Regions from separate parts of the Sus scrofa genome. Here region 1 is linked to region 2. A link is a contact called in public Hi-C data. All regions are on one chromosome and are shown on one strand. Each heading gives the region's core, a stretch centred on a gene start, on an enhancer-like site or on the middle of the called end of the contact. The rest is flanking DNA. Distances are from core to core; before and after follow the strand shown. Region 1 holds the start of ARID2 (AT-rich interactive domain-containing protein 2). Region 2 overlaps ANO6 (anoctamin-6).

What was found. Hi-C and Micro-C count contacts between places; a contact is called where the count stands out from the background.
Region 1: a Hi-C map of skeletal muscle shows a contact between it and region 2, with 4 times the contacts expected there. The contact joins the promoter of ARID2 here to the enhancer-like site in region 2. A contact is called at or near these places in 3 of 47 Hi-C or Micro-C datasets (embryonic fibroblasts and skeletal muscle) and 2 of 2 datasets of contacts at active chromatin or transcription factors (alveolar macrophages and skeletal muscle).

Annotation. Positions count from the first base shown.
Region 1 is chr5:76,635,719-76,639,953 of Sscrofa11.1, forward strand. ARID2 (AT-rich interactive domain-containing protein 2) reads left to right here and starts at 1,667. Exons shown (of 22, transcript XM_021092987.1): 1 at 1,667-2,103; 2 at 2,218-2,311; 3 at 3,382-3,479. The coding sequence starts at 2,012.
Region 2 is chr5:76,314,161-76,318,253 of Sscrofa11.1, forward strand. It overlaps ANO6 (anoctamin-6), which reads left to right. Exons shown (of 22, transcript XM_005655713.3): 18 at 1,276-1,406. Among named protein-coding and RNA genes, the nearest start is that of ANO6, 200 kb to the left of the region's middle. Within about 2 kb of position 1,726, at least 17 of the 83 cell types and tissues checked have an H3K27ac peak or open chromatin away from gene starts, as enhancers often do. A contact at or near this core is called in embryonic fibroblasts and skeletal muscle, where this site is marked.

The DNA.
Region 1 (4,235 bases), core at 417-2,916, 320 kb after region 2:
GTCAGGAACTTCCCAGCCATAGCCTTATTATAACCGACCCCATTTAAGAGACAAACTTTCCTTGCGAAATAAATCCGTTTCCTAGAGTAAGCACCGGAAGCGTGCTGGGCTATATTACATAATTCTTTTCACCACCAAGTACATGTTCTCATTGGAATCACTACCTGAAATAACCCATCCAGACCTTTACTGGCCTGTGTCCTTGGTTGTCGGTGACTTTGCCCGTAGTGGCCGTCACAGAAATGGGAATGATAATAGGCTTCACACGTCGTGGAGCTTAATTAACATTTGTAGCAAAGGGCTGACTCCAGCTGCTGGTAGATGCAAACTTGTAGTATTTGTTGAGGTGTTGAGTCTCCCATCTAAGCAGCCTTTTTTTTTTTTTTTTTTTTTTTTTGAGCTTCAAAGAAAAAATATTTGGAACTAAGGTCGCATGTGAGACATTTCAGAGAAAGCAAAAATTAAAGGTTTTAGTCAATAGTGGTTTAAAGCGCACTATCTTTAAGATACCTTAATATAAAAACAAATGTTAATTATTATCGTCAAAGTTCAAAAGATTGCTTCCCAACCAGTTTAATTACTGTTTGCATAACTCAGCACAGAATAATCTAGTTTGAGACGTGAAGCCAAAGGGAAGATGAATTAAGAGCATGACTCTATTTCTACAGAACTAGGACAGTTCACATTGTATTTCATTTACAGTTCGCTAAAGTTAGTTTGTGGATAATTCATGGAAAATGTGCTAACCAGGCCCCCAAATACCAGCACAAGGCTCAGAAAAGCCGATTCTCTTAGACCTTAAAAAAAAAAAAAAAAAAAAAAAAAAGATTGACAGATTGACTTTATTCTGATCAGTGAAAAGATGCGGAGCGTGAGGAGCTGCCCCTCTGGGCTTCCTTTCGCTCCCGAGCGCCACACAGGTTCTGTCGGGCGGGCGGGGACTCCAATGGGCCCTTCCAACAGCCGGGCCGGGGACGCGAACATCGCCTCCACCCCTAACCCTGGAACAACCGGTAGTGGCCGTTTCCCCGCGCCTCCCCCCTTTCCGCCGGCTTTGTGTGCGTGTGAAATGTGCGGCACATTGCAGATGAACCCTAAGCCCGGCGAGCCGAGTCTATTGTTCCCCGCGAGGAGCAGCCGGGGCGGTGTGGAGCCAGGCGCAGTGCCGCGGCCGGCCCTCGGGGGTCGCTGTGCGGCGCTGGCTGCCCGGCTGTGGCGGCGCTGGAGCCGGCAGAGAGGGAGGCTGGCGGGGAGGGAAGCAGGCGGGTGGCGCGCAGCGGCTCGGCTGCCGCCGGTGCCTTCTGCCCGGGGACGCCCCGGCCGCGAGGCCGCGCGTGAATGTGTGCGAGGGCCCAGCGGAGCTGCGGCCGGAATACACGCTGTCACCCCGCTTTCCACAAACCACCACACAGACCTCCCCCTCCCCACCCCCAGCCCCGCCTGCCCCAGCCCCGCCGCCGCCGCCGCCGTCGCCGCCGCCGCGGCTGCCGAAACTCCCGGGCCTCCGGCCGCCCCGGCCCCTCACCGTCAGCTCGCCTTTCCCCTGGCCTGTTCGCGCGTCCCCGGCAGCAGCACCATGTTGAATCGCGTCCCCGGGCCGAGCCGCCTGGGCCGGCGGCGCTGAGAGGCGGGCGAGAGCCGGGCCGCGGGGAGGGAGGGAAGGAAGGGGTGGGGGCCGCGCTCGCCCCGCGGCTTCGCGCGGATCCGGCAGTCGCCTGCCCCTCTAGTTTCGCTCCGATTTCTTTAAACTTTTTTAGAAATTCCCCTCCCTCCTTCCCTCCTCTCCCCCTGGCCTCCTGCTCCCTCCTTCCCCTCCTCCTCCTCCTCCTCCCCCTCCCTCCCTCCCTCCCTGCGCCGCCGCCGCCGCCGCCGCCGCCACCGCCGGCCCATGACTGAGCCCCGCCGCCGCCGGCCGAGGAATGGGCTCCGGGCTCTGGTAGGAAGCGCAGGGAGCGGGGGGCGCTTTTAAAACACCGATCTGGGTTTTTTAAAAACCTCCTTTGAAAAAATAATGGCAAACTCGACGGGGAAGGCGCCTCCGGACGAGCGGAGAAAGGGACTCGCTTTCCTGGACGAGCTGCGGCAGTTCCACCACAGCAGAGGGTGAGAGCAGAACCGGGGGGGCAGCGCCGGGGCGAGCCGGGGCGAACAGGGCTCTCCCGCCCGGGCCGGCGCGGGGTCCCGGCTGACAAGTGCGGGGCTTTCTCTCTCCCGCAGGTCGCCTTTTAAAAAAATCCCTGCGGTGGGTGGGAAGGAGCTGGATCTTCACGGTCTCTACACCAGAGTCACTACTTTAGGCGGATTCGCGAAGGTGAGTGGAAGTTTTAATTTGTATTTCCCTCTCGCTGGCCTCCTCCAAAAAGTCTCCTTTGACCCCGGAGTGGGCGCTCGGGGCTGGGGGGGTGGCCCGCGGGGGCCAGAGGCGTTCTTTTCGCTCCCAGCCGGTGGCACGGAGGCGGACGGCGGCGGGGCTGTTTTTGGCCTGGTGGCTCGCGTGCGCGCGGCGGGCGCGGGGCTCGGCGGGCGGGCGGCCCGGCGCCGGCTCGCGCCCTGCCCGGTGCCCGGCCGGCCCGGCGGGGTCTGAGCGCCGCAGCGGGGAGTGCGGGCGTGCGGGGCGCCCGCCCGAGCCCCGCGCCCGCCCCGCGCCCGCGCCCGCCCGCCCGCTCGCTCGCGAGTCAGCTCTGCCGCCGCTGCCGCTCTAGCACAGGCGGAGACACAGAGACACACAGACTCTGAGAGCAGTTTTCGTGCAACTCAAAATTAGCGCGGGCAGGTTTAACATCGATAATCGGCTGCGAAATGATCCCGGCAGCCGGGGGCACAGCCTCGGCCCCGTCGCCCTCGGTTTATACAGCTAACAAAAGAAACCAGGACCTGTCTCCAAATAGCCATCTTAGGCTTCAAGGCTAGGCAGAAGCTGTAGGCCTCAAAGAAGGGCCTATGGAGATGGATAGATCTGGGAGAGGGATCGGAATCGGCCCCGGCCCCGGCCCCCCCAGAACCTGCGGACGTCGCTGTCCGGAACAGTATTGATCCTTTTGAACTTTTTTTTTTTAGTGTAAACGGACCGCGTTGAGATTTAAAAGGGGGCGACAGAGGGACTTGCGATTGGTTATTGTCCGGGCTTCAAAAACAAAACAAACCCACCAACACCCCCCCCCGCCCCCCAAACAAAACAAGTGCTGTTAAATACAGGGCTCTTGGGTGAAAACCCAGTGATTCAAGCAGCCCTTGCTCAGTTACTCTTACGGATCGAGCCGAATCACCCACTGATGCCTGAGGTATCTCCACATCTCTGTAGAATGGGTATTTATTTCATAGTTAGGTTAGAGTTTTCTTGGATTGTGCACTCTCAGACAAGTGTGGCTGTGTTTTTAACAGGTTTCTGAGAAGAATCAGTGGGGAGAAATTGTTGAAGAGTTCAACTTTCCCAGAAGTTGTTCTAACGCTGCCTTTGCTTTAAAACAGTATTACTTGCGGTGAGTAGTAGTGACTCTTCCAACAGTGTTTGGAAATAAGGGACTTATGGGGAGATTTTTTTAAGGAAAAAAAAAAAAGAGAAGAAAGCCCCAAACCAGAAGCAAGCCTTGCTCACCAATTTCTAAACGTCTGTTAATTTCAGCCTGAGAAACATTAAATATCAATAAAGTGAGGTTGTAGGAAGGTGAAAGTTTTCCTTTCCTATTTTAGGATTGTTTACATTTTTCATACAGAATCATTACAGGTGACACCCCACCCCCATTCTTGGTAAACATTCTTTTGTGACATTGTTATTGATTGCTTGATATCCACAGAGGGGCAGAAAGGTGATGCTTAGTAAAAGAGTTAAGATAGTTAATGAAACTTTGTATCCCTTGGGAAATTTTTTCTTTGTTTTGGAAACTCTTTTGCCCTTTTAAATTCTGACTTTAAGATTTTTAAAAAATGAAACTTTTATGTGTGTGGAACCGTGTCACTGAGTAATTTTTCAGTAGAATGTTTCTGCATAGCGTAACATGTTGGTGCTTTAAGTGACCCGGGTTGTTTTTAGAATTTGGGGGGGGGATTTTTGAGTGACTTAAAAACGTTTAAAAGGATTATTGTTTATTTAGGAAGATCAGGGATACTACAAAATGGAAGACTATGATTTGGGTTTTCGTTCATTCTCTCCCCTCTTTTTTGACTGTTTGACGAAGTAAATTTCTTACTCAGTTGGCATGTGATACAGTTTAGATAATCTATTTTGTAATTAAGTT
Region 2 (4,093 bases), core at 476-2,975:
CAGCTATTTGTAATTCACATCTTACACTGTGTGCGTGCTGTACACACACGTGTGCACGTGCAACGTAGACGACTGTCTTTAAGGTAGTGCGACGCCTCCTCGCTGTCCACATTTGAAAGCCATCCAGACGCGCTGTAATCAGCCGCAGTTCAGCCAGATGCTAAGTTGTTTGTTGTGGTTGTGCCTCTTCTGGTAAACTCCACACGCAAACCGCAAGCCAGCTGTTGCTTCGGGGGAAAACGGCTCTATAGGCTACAGGTGCACACCTTGTTTCACTGCCAACTGTTTCCAATTTCTTTTCAGGACAAATTGCCATTAAAAGGGGGGGGGAACGCATTCATCTGGCCCACAAGCCTCTGAGAAGAAAGACAAAAAAAAAAAAAAAAAAAACCTGAGGCGATACCAAGCTGCTCTTCGGGGCAGCGCCCAGTGGGGGCAGAGCACTGGGTCGCCGGGCCTGGCTGTGTTTCCTTCAAGCTCTGCACTGACTTTGAGGAAGCTTGCATGTCTTTGGTCCCTGACTTGTTCCCCTGAAAGTAGGATCTTGGATCTGTGTTTATCCATTGTCAAAGCATGTCCCTTTTCTGCTTAGTGCTCTTCAGCGGCTCCGCGTGTGAAAACACGCCCAGATCCTCAGCGTGGGCTCTTAGGCTCCACCCCCCGCAAACCACCAGACTTGTTCTTTGCCCTGGACCGCAGGGGCCTCCTTGCTCTCTGCCACAAGGGGCTCCTGCTGCCAGGCCGCTCTAGTCACCGTTCTCCTCGCCTCTTTGCCTCCCTCCTCACCTCGTTCAGCTGTCACTGTTGGGAGTGAGACCTTCCCTGCCCCCTCCCCACTCCTCCCACCGCAAGTGCACGCACCCTCCTTTCCTGGCCCCACTTTGTTTTTCTCCACAGCACTTATCACCAGCTCACATGCCCTTTTATTTTTTCCCGTGATTTTTCAGACTGGAAAGACCGTTTTGGATAATAGCAGGGAAGTAGGGGGGAAAAAAGAAAACTAAAATTAATCAAGTGAGGGAGACTATCTTTTAAAAACTAAACTACCCACATGAAAAGGAAGGAGAAAAGACAGCAGTAGTTACAATTTTGATAAACCCAGGTATGTGGTCAACACTTTTTTCAAAATACTTGGGGGAAGGGAGGCAGACATAAGAAATAGAGCACGAAAACAAGAAATTCTTGGGAAGGTGCTGTCTTCCGCTTGATTCTCAGTAATACTTTAATGGCCTTGGTCTGACAGTATTCTGATTGATAATTTGGTCTTTTTGGCAGTTGGATCATGAATCTAATTGGACGGTGTCGCACGGTTTCGGGAGCAGAAATGAGAACCCCAAGATGGGAGCAGGACTACCATCTGCAGCCCATGGGCAAACTGGGATTATTTTATGAATATCTGGAAATGAGTAAGTCGCCCGTGAAGTTTTTGGTGATATGAATTCTATCAGAACATGCTTCGGATCCCCAAAGCATTGATATCGAGCTAAATAATTATCCCACATATTGAAATGAAGAGTAGGTTTTTCTCCACTAGATAAAATGATACGATCAAGCTTTGAAATAAGGTGACTGTGATGGGTTTTTTGGTCAATATTTACGTCGTGCAAAGCTGAAGATTTATTACGAAGCAAGGAAATGGAATATTCATTGAGGTACCTCTTCACGATTAATTCTCCTAGCACGCTAACCATGTTGTCTAAGAATGAACTCAGAGCTATTATTAGATATGACTCAGCTTGGGCTGGAGTCAGTGCAGCACAGCTGTTGGCAGATCCCTTTCTGAACCCAGTCATGTAAGCAAGCCTGTGCAAAAACCTGTGGGAGCAAGGAACACAGGGGTCCCTCTCCTCCCCACCCCCGATCTCACCCTGCCTTTGACGTTGTATCTATTTCTTCTGGCTGGTAGTTTTTGCCTGGTTCCCGAGTGACCTCATGGTAAATCATCGGCTTGTATTTGCAACTGTTTCGCTGGTCTGGAATTAAGATTTAGCACGAGTCCTCTCCTTTGTGAATGTTTTGTCATTTTTGTACTATTTGCTTGGGTTCTGTTTCTCTTCAGTTGAACTTGATTTTGAGCTCTCTATTTGGTTGCCTTAAATGGATCTTCTCAAAATAGATTTCCATAGGAAAAACCATCTTTTCTATTATGCATGACACGCTTTTATCTAATAGAAGGCTAACAATGGATATATTTGTATGTGCCCTTTCAGCTCACTGTTGCATTGAATTTCAGTTTTTTAAGCTTAGGAGAACTGGAAAGGATTTTGGTTGAGAGGCTTTGCATTTTTGCATGGGGGTTTGTGTATTTGCAAAGATACTCCTTTGTGGTTCCTGTTTACAAGTCTGCAGATAGGGGAGGTTTTTATTAAATCACATTCTACATATAAAATAATTGCTTTTAAAAATATACAGTATACATGGAAATGCATCTGCCTCTTTTGGTGAGTGAAAGGTTTGTTTTGTAGCTTCTTCAGTCAACAATGCTTTGCAGCCAGGAGTCTGATTTGAATTTCATTTTTGCTTTTGTTATGTTTTGTGACCAGGTTTGACTAAGGGTGTAGCTGTAGTAAATAAGGTAGACACTATAGTTATTTATGTAGATGCTATAGTTACTTATTCTATTTCTTTTCAAAAGGACTGTAAGACAATTACCTGTTGTTCCAAAATGACTGTAGATATATTTTAGATTGTAGATATTTTTTACTAGAGCTGTTATCAGCATGAATACTAACATTCTGGGATGGAATATCATTACTACTTTAACACAAAAAAAAATCTTAGAAAAAGTTATTTTTCTGTAGTTAGTCAAATAAAGGGCATTGAAAAGAAGAGTTATATGATCATGCTTTGGGGAGAAACTGGACTCTTAGAATTTCATAGTCTGATTAAAATAATTATCAATTAAATAATTTGGCCTCACATAAATGGACCTAGAGATTATCCTGTGAAATTAAATCAGACAGAGAAGGACAAATATCATATGATACCACTTATATGTGGAATCTAAAAAAAGAATACAAAAGAACTTATTTGCAGAAGAGAAACAGACTCACAGACTTTGAAAACAAACTTACGGTTACCAAAAGGGAAAGAGGAGAGGAGGGATAAATTAAGATTTGGGGATTAACAGAGACATACTGTTAAATATAAATTAGAGAAACAACCAGGTCCGACTGTATAGCACAGGGAACCATAATCAAAAAATAAGTAAATAAGAGTTCCTGTTGTGGCTCGCTGGGTTAAGAACCCGACATAATGTCCGTGAGGATGAAGGTTCGATCCCGAGCATCACTCAGGGGGTTAAGGGTCGGTGTTGCTATGACTTAGACCAGCAGCTGCAGCTCCAATTTGACCCCAGCCCAGGAACTTCCATATGCCACAGGTGTGGCCATAAAAAGAAAAGTAAATGAATGAGCAAATAATAAATAAATAATCAGCCTCAGTCTCCCTGCAAGAAAAAGATGGCATATCAGCTGTTAAAGAGGGATTTTTTAGGTTTATTAAATTATTTTCCTATTACCCAAATAATCCCTAATGCCTTAGGAAGATGAATCAGTTTTGAGACTAGGCAGTCTGTTATCTCTATTCAGCACCAAAGTGAAATCTGTGTTTCGTTCGTGTAGTTTGTCAGAGATGGAATTTCCAAGTGCCTTTTGAATTGCTTCTGTTCCTGTAACATAAACACAGAGCGCCTTTGGTGGTGATCTCATCCCCACAGCTTCTCCTCCTGGTTTTCCCTGTGTTCATTGATGACGCCACCACCACCTTTTTCATTAGTGCCTCTTAGCTACTGAAGGAAAAGACCTCCTGAGAGACAACCCTGGAGCCTTCCGCTCTGGCCCCCTCTGCCATGGAGGGAACTAGTACTCACCTCTGCTTGAATACCTGTCCCTGCTTCTCTCCCTAGAGGAATTCCTGCCAGGCCTCAGCAGGAACCCTTAACTTTTCACCCCACTTTCCAGCTCTCTTCTCTAGGTATCAAGAGCCTTGATTCCTGTCTTGATAGTATGTCTTGTATGCATGCCTTTCTCCCTGGCTAGTAGATGCATCCTGTTGGAAGTAGCATGCAGGCCTTTGCATCTTTCAGTCCTCA